2 separate regions of the Dromaius novaehollandiae genome follow, and region 2 is linked to region 1. A link is a contact called in public Hi-C data. All regions are on one chromosome and are shown on one strand. The core of a region is the stretch at or near the end of the contact, and the rest is flanking DNA. Distances in the headings are between cores, read along the strand shown.

Region 1 (7,603 bases), core at 1,491-3,990:
AAACTGGTGTTGAACTCAGCTGTCAGTTAAACAACAACTTCTACACCAAGGAACACACTTCTGTATCAAAGACACTTTAAAATAACCTCAAAGAAATTGATACCTGTATCAGGAGTGCTCAGCTCCCCAGTACAATGTAATACAAGCAGAACGCTGATCTGCGGCTTCTGTTTCTGAAACTGTCAGTGGCATAACTCACAAGCAACCAAAAGAAACCCAGGCAATAAATGAGCCCACCATGAACATTTTATGATCATTTAAAAATTGAAATTGATCACTGAAAATATATCAGAGATGGTTCAAAAATATTGTTAAAATTAATTATCTTGAAATTAATTTGGGGAAGAGGGGAAATAGAACTTTTCATTTAAAAGATGCAGGAATGAAAACTTCTGGAAAAATGACCATAACTTTAAAAAATATTCTGAAGTTTAAGAAAATGTTCACCTTCATTTATTTCTTTTAAGATTTTTCTCCTGCTCCTTGTAAGATTTATGGAAGAAATCTGGGTTGCTAGTTTTTTAGGACAAAAGGGAGAATAACTAACATATGACAAAGTCTTTTGCTTTTAAGTGCTGGTTTTAGTGTTTTCCATTGCTACCACCATGGATGAACTGTATTTCTGGGCTCTGATATATCTTGATGTTAGTTCAGCCAAATGTGCGTGTTGCTCCTATATACGCAGCAAGCAACAAAGCAAAGTAGCCGCTAATCGTGATCACTGGTGACCATACTTTTGTGTAAAAAGCAAACAAGGGTGCTAAACTTTAAACACAACTAGATGCATTCATCATGGATAAGAATATGCCTGTGTCAAATGCCCAACAGCAGCACGGAAACAGATTTTATCTGCATTGGCCACCCTGCATATTTCATCCCCATGCCATGGAAATTGAAGTCCACATCTCCAATATGATTTTAGTTCTCTGAAAATACAATTCTGAACTGTACAGAGCTGTGATAATCCTATTTCAGTCTTCACTTATACAAAACGGGTAACATTGGCTGCCATCTCACTGTTAAAAATAGGAAAAGAACTATCTAACCACCTACTCCATTTCTAAGCCAATAAAAGGTTGTTTTTGTTTTTATTTTTTTACAGCATATTCTTCAACGATCTGTCCAGAACAGATGGGCGCAGTGACTTCCATTTATTTTGGGGTGCTTTTTCATGATCTAACACATGCCACCAGTAATGACCTAAGCAGCACCTGAAGTTTGTGTTTTGCTATCACAACTAATTTGTATAAAATAATGACACCCAGGAGGCTTCTTTGTTCTCACTGCACTTGCACTGAAATACACCAGACAAGGAAATTTCACCAACTAGCATGTGATATAGGAGCATATATCTATGTAGGAAATAATTTGACCTCCACAGAGTAACAGGCAGAAGTGCTTGTTCACAGGCACAATTGCTATTTGTGCAAAAGTGAACTGGGAGAAACCCAATAGCTGACATCTGCTGGCTTTGCACGACTCACTCAATGCTATTCACACAATTATCAACCAGTATGTTCATTTTTATTTCTCATTTCTCCCTGGAACTCATCTCTGGCCCAAACCAGAGCCACGTGAAAGATGACTTGTCCAGGGCAGCAGCATTTAGTCTGTGCATCAAATGTTGCATGCTTAGTTTTATCATACTGCTTTTCGTGAATATTCTCCGAATTATTCCAAACTACAACCCATCCTCTCTGCTGTCCTTCTAACCAGGGGATTTCCCCGCTAGCCATCTCACGATGAACAAAGCGCAAAAGGTTTGGTTAAAAGGTACTTTTCATAAAGTCTCTCAGCCTCCCTCAGCAATAGCGAACAAATCCGATTCCATCCACTGGCTCCATGGACAAACCCAGTCACATATTTTCAGCCATGTCGTGAGAAACAGGGTGGTTATGACAGTTTCGCAGGCTACAGTAAAAATGCTTTTTCAGTGGAAAAGCAATTTGAACATTTTAAAAGAAAAGAAATCGTATGTTCCGGAAGGAAAAATTCTTCTGAATTACAAAACAAGACCTCTGCTTTGACATACCCACTCATACTCCCCACTCAGACACCTCATCCTTCCGGTGGGAAGGAGGAAAAATGACTGAAGGTCAGCTAGGTAGTGTATTCCAAAACCAGATTAAAATATCCTTTCTTTTTAGTCTTTTAAAGAACCCAGGCATTACTGTAAAGTATTATAATGCCTACAGTCCTACTAGCTATGCTTTGAGTTCAAAATGGAGAAGTAAATTAATATAAACATAAATCTGAAAACAACAGCAGGCTCCAAAATTATTTTCTGCTATCCTGCTGACACACAGATTATTTGTTTTTAATTTCCACCCACAAAGCAGAAAGCAGTATGCTCTTATAGCATTTCTTACACGCATGTCCAAAATTCATGCCGCTCATTCCTCAGAAAAGCTTTGCGTTACCATCTCTTGTTTTTCCAAATGCCTCTGCTATGTGAAAAATAAATAGCTTCCCTACTCTAGAGCAGTATTCACTTAACATTGTGGTGCTAAATAAATATTAATACAAGACTAGACTCAGGCTCTCTTATTAGCATTAAGAGGTACCTTACTCTGCAAATATTCCCACTCTCTTTAACAGAGCAAGGTTTTACGCTAAAGTAGTAAAGGAGGCAGAGCCTGGCTCAGCCGGCAGCACCAGCTGCTCCTCTTCCCCTCCAGCTCAACCCGGTCGGCTCGGGCTCCCACACCACAACACCGCCGCCTCTGGGAGCGAGTGGATTTGGCCAGGAGGAGAGCACCGGACGGAGACGCCGCCGCGAGCTCCCGCCCAGCCCCACGCTCAGCCCTGCAACACACTGATGCCCAACAGCGTAAGCACGGAGCAGGCAGGGCCAAAGTCTCCAAAGGAAAGCACACACCTAAGCTGAACTCACTAAACATTCAGGTACAGGAACAGCAGGTCATGAATGTACACGGGCACCTACTTGCGCCGTTTTTTCTCTCAGATTACTAGAACAGAATCTAACAAACTCCCTTGCTTTTTGAAAAAAATGACAAAATATGATTTGGTGTTATCCAGGCTTGTAGCTGTTTACTCATCCATCCAATTTAGCTCACTGCATGTTCTCAGCTTGTAAAACATTCCCCTCTCTTCAAAGATTATTCTTAAACTCTTCAGCTTTGTGATACCTATGATATAACACCAAACATTAATGCTACTCTGTTCCATTTCTCCACATCAATATAACCTGAATATAAACTGACGCTTCTTTTGCTTTTGCTTTCTGGCAACTGATTTTTTTTGCTTTCTTGACTCCAGTCCACTATTTGTATTTTGACGTATACTGCATTGAAAGACTTGATTTTTTAAAAAGAAAATGTTCAAAGCTATTTACTAATATGTTACCTTCCATCCAACTCAAATACTGAATTTCTACTGAGCTTCCTTCAGTTTGTCTGCCTACATTTTTCTAGCAACAAGGCTGTCTGCAACTAAAAGCAATACTTTAGTTCAGCCCATACAGTTGCATACAATTTTTCTTCTCTGTATCTCCCATCTAGCAATGTTCCCAGATCTTCCTTTACATTTCTGTAGAGGAGTAGAGCTCTAGAGTTTGTTGAGCAGTCCTTTTTCTTAAATAAAGCAGATCTGACTTGCCATTTCCAGCTTTTCAAAATGCCACCTATCACTGAAGAAGCTCTGAAAAGATGAAATGTGTCTGTCTTCATGTGATTTCTTCCAGGGTTTGTGTTCATCATTATTTAGAGGCCCACTGGCCGAGAGACATGCCTTAATGTACACGTAGAGCACAATCATTTCTCTATGCCTATCTAGAATATTTGTCCTCTCAACTGGAGTTCTTACACTTTTCTTCTATGGAAATAAATCTGAACAACAACAGCTTAACGAATCACTCATCAATTTCCCTATATCATTTTAGTTCAACAATTTTTAAATGCTCACCCTCTGTGTACTTCCATAAAGTTCTAAATGATGAAACCTATTGAGAGTCACTAACTAAAAAATTCTCCCTACCTTCATTATATTTGTTATTGCAATCTAAAACATAATTAAGCCTCAGAACAGTTACTTCTCTGTGGAACAGATGGCACAGCTTTCCTATTTTACCTGTTTGCAAACTCAGTCAGAGAAAGGTCACAGTCTGCTTTTCCAAAGTGATCTCTGTTTTGACCATGTCCATTTTAGACCTCTGATTTGACACAGGTATGGCTACAGCTGCAGAAATGTCACAGCTTTTCTAATAACCAGGTCCAAAAAATCTCAAATTAGACAATCAAAGATTTGAGCATGCCAAAATCAGAAGCATCTGGCCAAAAAGGAGAAGCCAGATAATTTCCATCGAGACCACTGCCATAGTAGCTAAGAGATACACAATAAATGATTTGATTGCACAGAATTTCAGATTTATCAAAAAGTTATAAATCAGAGTGAACTAATAGCACAATCACAGAGAAGTTTTGAAGATTCTGTAAGTTAGCTATAAAAAGAGATTAAAGCTAAGACAAGGGGAAAAAAGAAGACACCTGATGGCATACTTGTGATTTCTGAAGTTCACAATTTGTACGTAGGAAGACTAAAACTGTCTTACATCCATATTTGTCTGTAACACTGTGAGCACTAAAAAAAAAACATATTTAAGCTAAGGAGTCTGTGCTTTATTTATATGTTTCTAATTAGCAGTCAGATTGAAACTTTAAGAGTTAAACCGGTGATTAGCCTGAGCCCTTAGGTAGCTGTTGAATCAGTCAGAAAAGGATACAAATTGTACAGAGATCTGCTTAAAGTCTGCAGGGAGAATAATTTCTTTATAGTGAAAACTGTTTTCATATAGATTCTGGGCATACCGGACGACAGATTTTGGCTAGGACGTGGTAACCCACTGCTGGGGCAGAGCCAGCTGCCACGGCTAGCCTGACCTGGCTCCGGCTCCAGAACAAGCACAGGTCTGATGGCCTGGAGTTTTGCTAAGCGCAGCCAGGGCTGGGAGAGAAGATTCGTTTCTCCAAAAGAGGAAAAATATCTGACATCCGTCTTGGGCTGTACAAACTCAAAAAATGCTGGTTTATCATGGAAACAAATTCTTAAAAACATCCTCAAAAGATGTACTTTGAGTCAAGCAAAATGCTTCATTTTATTTTTTAGGGTTTTTTTCTGCTAAATTAGATCACTAAGAAATGAAACATCTGACTTTGAAAACGTGAAAACAATTTTTAAATGATCATTGCTCCTCATCATGCTTTATTTGCCAAATTTAACACGAAGTTGTGAATGACTAGTAGTTTCACAGGTACCTTGGGGGTGGGGAAGAGGAAGAGAAGAGAGGGAAGAAGCAAAATAAGGAAAACACAATGGGGTCTGCTCAGAGCTGTAAAATTGTTAGTGTCATGGGAGAGGATAGGGAACAACTGTTCACCGTCACTTCCAACACAAGAATTAAAGGATTCCAAATTATATTAGCAGGTTCAAAACAAAAAAGGCAGCTATTGACATAGCTTGCTACTAACCTTCGGATCTCCTTGCTGTGGGCCTTTGCGAGTACTAAGTTACTCATCGAGGAAAAACCCACAGAGAGCTATTGAATAGCAACAAACTGCTTCTGACCCTTTCCCAAATCGGTTGGATGCCAGGAGATTATTCCAGAAAGTACTATTACATTTGCATCCTGCACTCGGCAGTACCACTGGTCAGTGTCAGATACTGGATGCCTGGTTAGATGGACCTCAGGAGCAACCACTTTATGGCTGCACTTACGCTTTTAAGGAGGTTGAATAAATATTTGCTACAAAATATCAACCCATTCAGAGCTGCACAACTGTGGATTCCATACCTACTGCTCCAGACTACGCTCATCCTCTTTTCTGTTTTACAGAACTGATAGAAAAGCAGAGATCTCACTTTTATCTTCATTCACCAAATAACGTCACTGGCTTTGCAAAACTGTATTCCCCCCAAAATATGTGGTTTAGAAACCACAGCACAGAAGGTACAGGATTCAAACATATACTCAACTGATGTGCTTGTAAAAATGCAAGTACAAGCACTTTTGTTTGTCAGGACATACTGAATGACTACACACAGAGTTCTGGAGCACAACTACTAATCATCTTCAGATGCCATTTACTTTGCTTATCTAAGTATTACATCATAAATTCAACAGACTGATAATATGCTTTGTACTTAAAGAATATGGAAGGGTTCATATTTCTTTAGAAGCCTGATACAAGGTTTTTAAAAAAGGTAACTAATATACAGAAAACATGGACCAGTTTTGGTAACAGGGTAAATTAGAAATTCTGAAGAGTAAGGAAAGGAAGAAAAAGAAACTCAAATTCAAGAATTTAGACCTAATACACAAATATTACCTTGACAGGTAAAATAGCTTTTATTATACTGTTCTGTAACCTTGAAATTCTAAGATGCCAATGCATACCCTAGACAAGAGCTAGAAGTGGGCAGTATGTGTCTCTGCAGTTTACTCCAAACCTGCTCCTTCTGCTCAGGAGCAGATGTCATTTACTTACTTTTAACAGCTTATAAATCTATTAATTCTTAGTGAGCAAACATAGGACCTGAAAAGCTCTGTGCAGTCTCCCAGACTTTATCACAAATTCTTCTTTACTTCATAACTTACAGAGAATGTACTGCCATCATACACAGACTTGAGAGGAAAGCAGAAAGATGCTACAACAGGTGCAAAATTTATATCAGTGATTGCTATTTGCACTCCAAAAAAAGAGGCTCAACATAACAATGAAAGATTGCAGGAGCATCCCATTGTGATTCTTGTTAGAATAATACTTAGTATTCAATCAGATATATTTACAGTAATGTTACAGAAGAATGCAACACACAGGAGTAGAGTCTGTTACTGTTCAGGCTGACGCACAAGGTTAGAAGAAAATCACGTTTCTATTTTTGGTCCCTGCGACACTGAGTACATGGGGCGCATGTAAGCCTCATAACTACCATTTACTGATTGCAGACGTTTAGCAGGCATGCCGACAAACTCTTCGCTGCAGCTCTGCAGAGACAATGCCATGGAGGAGACTTAGTACGTGACGGAAAAGCTGCCTACCTCCTTATGCTGTGAGCAGCAGGCATCACCGCATCACAGCCCCGTCTCCCCAGCTGCCTGGGCCTCGCAACTCCTTCTCATGGTTCAGAGGGTTAGGCATGACACATGGCCCTGTCCACTTCTCAAAAAGAGGAGAGCTGCAATGGGCTGCAGCCAGCATGGGACTCTTCTGTGCAGTCTGCTCCCCCTAGACCCCATCCTGGAAGTGACTGGGGAACAGGCTGTGGGCTCCTGGCTATCATTGTCACTAAGGATGAATGAACGAGTAAACTGATGGAAGGGTCATCAAAGTACACGGGATGTGTAGCATATTCTTTCTTATATGCTATATCTAAGCCCACTGCCATGGACGAGGCTGTAGGTACCTTTCACATCCCTAAGATAGATGGTGAATCAAAGCTTGCTGTGGAAAAATCCAGCCAGCCCTTATTCCGTCCTGTTCCTGAGAGGCCCAGGACTATGTCTGGTGCCAACCAAGTTGTCCTTGGAGGTTATCAATGGCCTGTGGACCACAGATTGAACGCCTCTCCTCTAGGTAATTAATTT
Region 2 (7,603 bases), core at 3,751-6,250, 140 kb after region 1:
ATCCAAAACAATCACTAAAACGTTTCCCTATTCAACAGAACCTTGCTAGATCACACTGGGACTTAATTTACCTGCAGCACAAGACTTCTGAGCTGGTCCTCTCCAAAGACTGAATTTCACCCAACATTGGTTGAAGACCCAGTGTACATTACGGAAATTTGTGAACTGGCAGAAAGCCGAATATATTCCATCAAGAAGGAAGAGACAAGCTTATTGCACCCCAAAACATGTTTGCTTATTTCAACAGCAGCAGTTCTGTTTTCATTATGAAAATACTTTCTTACTGACTGATGTTATTCACTGAACATGTTGGTAAGTAGTACCTCAGCCGTGCCCAAGACCTGACTACCCTAGGCACCCTTCTTTACTTTAAGACTCAGTGACTCCTACAAATGGCAGAACTCCAGTCTACAACTAAAGCCATTCTAGATGTGTCTACTTTGCATAGGTAAGAGCGATGCAGAGCTTGTCACATTGATATTAGTGTGTCCTACTGCTGTAACAACTCAGTAGTCTGAAAGTGATTAGACCTACAACACCTAAGATAACAAACCTCATCTTTTGGAGAAACATGCCTACACTGCTTCCAGACCCAAACTGACTTAGCTGCAGCCAGGTCTGTGCCTCCACATGGTGCTCCTCACTGCTTTCGGTTCTGCAGTGAAAGCAGGCAGAGCCAAGCTGCAGCAGACACAGCGCTGTCAGGTTAAGGATTGGTTATCAACACTTCATTTAAATGAATACTTTATTCAAGTGCAAAAATATGAAAATACAACTCAGTTTAGTTTCTCACTCTGTATGTCAGTTTCTTTTGCATTTCCCTCTAGCTGAAGACAAAAGCAGGTTGTTCACTTTCAGAGCTGTTTATAAGGAACGAACTTCTCTCATAGGCCTCAGACAAGGGTACAAGATTGGGAGGGCCAGGCTGCAGAATGTTTATTGTACTGGGACTTTACAGCCTCCACTGGAAGCAATGCCATAAACCATGAAAACAGCAGCTGTTCTCAGGATCTGTGTCTGAAAGTGCTTTTTCTTTCCTTCTACAGGGGACCCACCTCATTCTCCAAAGGGTGCAGGTTTGCTTCCACACCTGGTGTCTCCTTAGGGTGTTCTTAGTGGAAGCAAGACATTCACACAAGCCCTATACCCTCAAACTTGCCCTTCCTCCAGCCTCCTTGTTTGATCAATAAACAAGAAAAATGCCTGCGACTTCCACTGAAATTCCAAAGCTGTGCAAACACAAGGCCTGGTTTTGTCATCCTTCCATACGAAAAATTCTCATGCATCTCAGGGGGAATTTTGACCATGGAAGGACTGCAGAATCCAGACAGCAATTACGTAAACCTAAAGTATTTTTGACTCCAATTATTGATAAAGCATTAAATATCACATAAAATTAGTTTTCTCTATAACTTACTGCATCATTTGAATTGAGTACCTTGGCCATGAATCAAGATTATAACTATTATTGTTATAGTGCTTTGTATACTGTTGGGTGTATTACATTACCCGAGGACATTAGTATCACATTAGCAGTAACCATCAGGGGCTAGTGATTCTTTACATACTGCACTGTTTTACAGCCTGGACTCATTTTTTGTCCCATTCATGTTCTAGTCTTTAAATATTTCAATGCTTCAAACAAATTTTTGTCAACCAAGCAGTACACGCAACATTTATTTTTCTAATTCTACACAGTTGGTTAAAAAAAAAAAAAAAGCTTTTAAATATTAAATACAAGGCAAGCAGGATTACAGTGTCCCAGTTCCTTCGGATTTTTTCTCCAGACTTTCTACAGGATGTTGGAGATGCTCGTTCCAAAGAAGGAAGAACGTTATTACACTCACACTCCATCCAACATATCTTCCTGTGAGGTGAAATAACAGAGGACCAGATGAGGTCCACAGGTCTAAGCTGATGAAACTTTACATATCCTTTCCCATGCGCGCTGTCTTCAGGCTATCCCATCCCAGAAGCAATTCAAGGATGGACGGAGAAATTCTTAATTCCTTCTTTACTTCAACATGGGGAAAGGAAATACACTGCAGCTTCTAACTGTAACATAGTCCTCTGGCTGGCATTTAGTGAATGAGAACCTAAGGAACCAGTGGTCTCTCTCAGTTTATTTGCAACCTAAGGAGAAGCTCTTGCCCCTAAAAACTCTTCAGGAGACAATTCGGACTATGGGAGTTTGGAGCATATCTTGCTGCAGATGGTGCAATATAAATATGAACAAAATTCTAACCCTAAGGGAAAAACTCTCAACCTCTCATGTAAGCATGCTTACATACGCTATTACCTTTAGCCATTAATCATCTTGCCAGTCTCACATCTAATATAAAATGCTGTCCAAAGAATTACTTGCTAAATTACTGGTAAAAATGGCATAATTAGTGTTGTCTTTAGAGTAGTGCTTCCGAAAGTGGTTGCATGCCAATTACTTTATTACCATAAGGCCCCTTTCACTGAGTTAACCCCCCCAGTGTACAACACATAGCAAGAGAGTGTTTTCTGCAGTTCATCTGCAACTGTGATGGATGTACAAGTACCACACGTAAAACACTTGTCCAGTATCAGTTTCAGCTCTATGACTAAATTCCTCTCCTTCCATAGGAGAAAGGGAATCCTCCTCAAAGTGGGAATATTCATATATCCATATCAATTTAATATCTGTTGGCACTACCTAACTTGCAGGTGCCAGAAAATACAATTTGACAACAAGCCCATAGGAGAAAGGGAATCCTCCTCAAAGTGGGAATATTCATATATCCATATCAATTTAATATCTGTTGGCACTACCTAACTTGCAGGTGCCAGAAAATACAATTTGACAACAAGCCCAAGGTTTATTTGGCAAATCCCAAATGACCTAGAGAGTTTCACTGTGGGTCACATTACTACCCAATTGAATGAAACCGAGAAGGAGGAGCCAAACCTCAAACTTTACAGGCCCATTTAAGCGCTCCTCCTGTGGGCATCCCAAAGGCCAAGTAGGCTGGCCAAGAAGAAAGAGGCAACAAGGAACTGGAACGTCTCCATACTGCCCCCATGCTGACCAACACAGTCAAGCCAGATGCAGAGAGAAAGGAGGCTACATTGAAAGAGATGAAGGTTAGAAGAGGCTGAAGGTCCCACATTTGAACTGATTCATAGAGCAATTTTATGTGATGCCATCGCATTTACAACACAGCTAGACTGGGCCCAGCAAAAGCTAGAAGGCACATTATAGAAGGAATGGGCTTCTAAACCTGACTCACTTCCCAAAGCTTCTCCTAATACGTCTGAACTGTGCATCACTTCCTATCAGACTTAATCTAAAAACTTGTACTTATTACAGCCCTCAGGACTTGCTGAGCATTTGGAAACTGAGTGCTGCCGTTTTACCTGTGCCGTCTAGCACCAGGCTCTGTTATGACACAGTCTTAATAACCAGGGAAGAGGGGGAAAAACAGAGCATAGCTACTACTGCATGACCTTCCCCCCCCCCCGCCCCCATCTCTAGCCCTCAACTGATTTGTTGAATTAAGCTCTTAGCACTAAAAGTCAGTGGAGAAATTTGGTTTTTAACGAAGAAAATTATTCACAAACCCAAGGCAGCTAGAGAAAAGCATTAGATAACTGGTGTTGGAAGATCAGAGGAACAGTCTGCATGTAATGAAATGCAACATTTCATTTTACAAAGCAGACGGCAGGATTCACCATAAGGATGGCTGGTATTTTTTCAGACACGCAGTTTTCAACCCTTTCTATAGGAAAGTTGGGGAGGAAAACAACCTATATATGGAGTCTTGCAATTCTATGTGAAAATATGTTCGTCTTGGTTTTTATCAAAGGCTATTTCTCCAATAATAGCCCATAATTAAAAAAAAGACTTGCAAACCATCCTTTGCAGTCCTTTGATAATTTGAGGGTTTAGCTGCTTAACAAAAGAGTTGTCTTTGCCTTATCAGAACAAAATTGACTATGTTTTTTTAAATAATTAAGTCATCTTGTCTTGCCTTCATAAGGAGCTTGATCCTGCATATTCTTCATCACACCATAAGTTCTTAATCCCTTAAGTAACCCCATTGAAGTCAACGGAAGCATTAAAAATGGCAGAACTTGGGCTCAGAGCTCTAAGAAATGCACATGCTTAGGTTTGAACAGATGCATAAATGCCCTCACGGTCGCAGGCTTACTGAGGGAGCAGCTTTTGCTAAGTCTCCAAGCGAAAGAATCTGGATAACATTAATGTCAATTTGCATGCAATTGTGAAATTCGAGGCATTTTCCACTCCACAGTTTTCCAAGAGAAAGACCTGGCTACAGCACACTAGCAAAAAATAAATAAGTAAGTAAATAAAAATTTATCTCCCCTCAGTCCTCAAAATGGCAAACTCTCTCTCCTCACTTATGAGGAACCTTTCCGTCCAACTCAGACGAGCAGCCCTCTCCCATCGCCCGGCGCCGGCTTTTCCCCTCCTAGAGACCATCTTGGATCTCCGCATCACCTCGGCGGCCCAACCCGCGCTGCCCTCGCCGCCACGGCCCCCGCCGGCGCCCCGCGTCCCCCGGCCCGGCCCGGCCCGGCCGCTGCCCCCGGGCGCCCCCCGGCAAGCCCGCCCGGCTGGAGGCGCAGCCCCGCCGAGCCGGCGCACCTGCAGCCGCCGCCGGCCGCCCCCCTCGGCGCACCGGCTCCCCGGGCGGCGGCGGCGGCAGGGGCTCCCCGCAGCACTCGGGCAGCGCAGCCCGGCAGCGGCTCCGCTCCAGCGGCACCGCCTCGGAGCGGCCGGGGCTCAACGCCCCTCGGCGCGGGGGCGCCCCGCGGGGAGAGCGCCTCCCGCGCCGCGCCGGTTCCCCGGTCCCTGCCCGGGGCTGGGGGCTGGGGGGCAGCGGCGCCCGCCCCCGCTCACCGTTAGACCGCCGCACGATGTTCTCCAGAAACGTGTTCTGGGGCGCCACCAGCCCCCGCCTTCCCCCAGCCATCGTCGCGCTGCGGGAGCGCCGCGCCCGCACTCCGCTCAGGGCCGCGCGACGCCGCGCTCTGCCGCTGCCGCCCCGCGCCCCGCGCGCCTCATGCCTCCGCCGGAACCGGCACGGCTGTGCGGCATCAGCCCGCCCGCCGCCTCCCGCGCACCGCAGCCTCGCCGCCGCCGCCGCCGCCGCCGGACCTCCCCGCAGCGCTCCCTGCCGCCCGGCGCCGCGTCGCCGCCCGCCGCAAGGCCGGTGCGGCAGCGCCATCGTCTGGCGGCGGCGCGGCGCCCGCTGAGGGCCGGGAGCGGGCGCGCGAGGAGCGGCGGGAACGGCGCCCCAACGGCCGCGGGGCCAACGGCCGCGGGGCCTGGGCCCTCGCGGCGGCCCCGAGGGAAGCCTGCCCGCGCGGGGGGCAGCGGCCCCTCCTGCAGCACCGGCGGCGCCCAGGCGCCAGGGCCTCCGGGGCTAGGTGCGACGCGCCGTGAAGCAGCAGAGGTTTCCCACTCCAGCTGACTCGGGCCTGCTGCTGGTGACTGCCTCTGTCATCCCACCTTAGGTTTGGTTCTTTCCCAAGATGATTTTTTTCAAAAGGTTACTAAGTGTTACGTGGTCAAACCAGTAACAGCTCAGTCAATGTGATAAAGTATTTAAATATAACCTTTGACAGGTCTTAACATCTTTGATGTCTCTGAAATGTTTAATTTACAAAGGTTTTTCCTTCAGGGATTAAACTGCTTTGTTCTTTCCCCTTTACCAATCTATCAGTAAATGGGAAATACTCAGATCTTTTTAACAACAGGCTTTCTTGCTGCTGTTGGCAGTGACTTGCTGTAATGCCTCATTAAGTGCAGTACCTACAGACTTTGCATCTCAGGGCATGTCCAAGACAATAATATACTTTTGTGTGATCACGTAGGGGAAAAAAACATGATTTTTACAATACTAGCAAATAAAGCAAGACCAGGACAATGGTCCACAGCCACCCAGGCATTTTAATTGCTAGCAGCATCCCAAACAGAGCCCGCGCTCTCCCTGACGGCGCTCAGGCAGAGGTCAGAGCACCGCCGAGACCACCACGGCTGGCCTGAGCGCAGCCGCGCTGTTTGGGGACGCAGGAGCATTCAGCTCTGCAAATGAGCTGTGCCGCGCCATGTGGTGTACGGCCCGGGAAGGGTCTCAGGGCCCTTCGGTTTAGCCAGGCAGACTGGCCTGTGGCTATAACCGAAAGATGATGGCATGCAGCCGCCGTATCTTGGAGAGCTGAGGGGTGGAAGAGCTCTGCGGTTATTTTACAGGCAGGTGACAACTTCACTGCAGCATGAGCTACCCGTGAGTCCCAGAGTGTCCCAGCGAGGGCAACGGCCTCAGCAGCCGCTGCTGCCTTGCTTGTCTCACAGCTGGAGATCTGGATGACTCCTAAAATCCCGGAATGACCCAGCCAGCTGTCAGGCATGTGAAGTAGCTGCATCATGGGAGCTGCTTTTGAATTGTTCATGAACTGAACTGCATGCTGGCCATCCCTGCATTTACTGCCAGAGAGAGGCAGTTAGGAGAGATGATCAAGCACCTGAAGTTGCAAATAGAATCCAAATTTTGAAATGTTGGATTTTGAAAAATCCCATGGAAGTATTTGCATCTTTACACATCTAAATCTATCCCTAAGAACTGTACATACGAAGAGCCAGGTTATCTAGCTACTGCTAGCTTCAGCAGCACAAAAACAACCTGAAGCTATCTTAGCTATCCGACAGCTTCCCCAGAAAAATTATCATGGTAGCCTTTGATGCTGGATTTACACAACTGCTAGCAGCTAAGAGTGAGGTTTTGAAAAACTGGGATCCCAAAGACAATTTACGTATTTCTCTAAGCCCCTGTGCTAGAGGCCTAGATGACTGCATGCGATCTTAACTTCTGCAGTGCTGTGCAGGAATACCTCTCTCTGTCTTAGAGGTGTCTGGCAGCTGGCGTACGTTACAGCAACTTTGAGGCCTTGCAATTTTTTTTTCCCCCTGAAAACTGAATCAGCAAGTACGCAGAAATGGGAGCAAAGGGACACAGTAAACAAGAAAAGCCATATATTCCCTGGAACTCTATGTATGTCTGGCTGCAGTTTGTGTTCCACACATTCAATCACAAATTCATTTACTTACAAGTAAAAATCTGGTCCAGTTTGTAATTATCTGATTTTTCAAAGTATCATGCTTAGTCACACAAGCTCAGTGTCAAAGTTAACATTTTAGCTAGGCTGGGGTTTATGCCTAACTTCCCGTAACACTGCAAATAAGTAAGTTATTATATAAAATGAAAGATTTCTCCTTTATCTTCTACCTTTTTTAGACTTTCTCTCCACTGCAAAATATGGTTCCTACTGGTGGTAAGAGCTTTTCACCATTAGTGCACAGGAACACTGTGTTAATGTTTCACTGTGAATATTTTAAATTCTGTAGTCATTTTCTTTCCATTATTGGCAAATTTTACAAATAATGCAAAACTTGAAGGAAAGTCCAATCTGAAGTAGCACACATTACATGATCCTTCTGACTTCATTATTAGATGGCTACCTGAAGAGATATCTCCTCAGCTATCATTTTGGGGGGGAAAGCTAAAAGCTGGATTTGTCTGTTTTTTTTGTTTGCTGAAGCCTATTGGAT

Evidence for each region. A called contact is a pair of places that touch in the nucleus more often than the background predicts.
Region 2: a contact with region 1 is called in a Hi-C map of liver, with 6 times the contacts expected there. The contact joins the promoter of KCNH1 here to the enhancer-like site in region 1. A contact is called at or near these places in 2 of 4 Hi-C or Micro-C datasets (brain and liver).

The regions. Positions count from the first base shown.
Region 1 is chr3:102,659,336-102,666,938 of bDroNov1.hap1, forward strand. The region is part of intron 10 of KCNH1 (potassium voltage-gated channel subfamily H member 1); the gene reads right to left. Among named protein-coding and RNA genes, the nearest start is that of KCNH1, 140 kb to the right of the region's middle. Within about 2 kb of position 2,741, at least 2 of the 2 cell types and tissues checked have open chromatin away from gene starts, as enhancers often do.
Region 2 is chr3:102,797,114-102,804,716 of bDroNov1.hap1, forward strand. KCNH1 (potassium voltage-gated channel subfamily H member 1) reads right to left here and starts at 5,001. Exons shown (of 12, transcript XM_064509627.1): 1 at 4,892-5,001. The coding sequence starts at 4,964.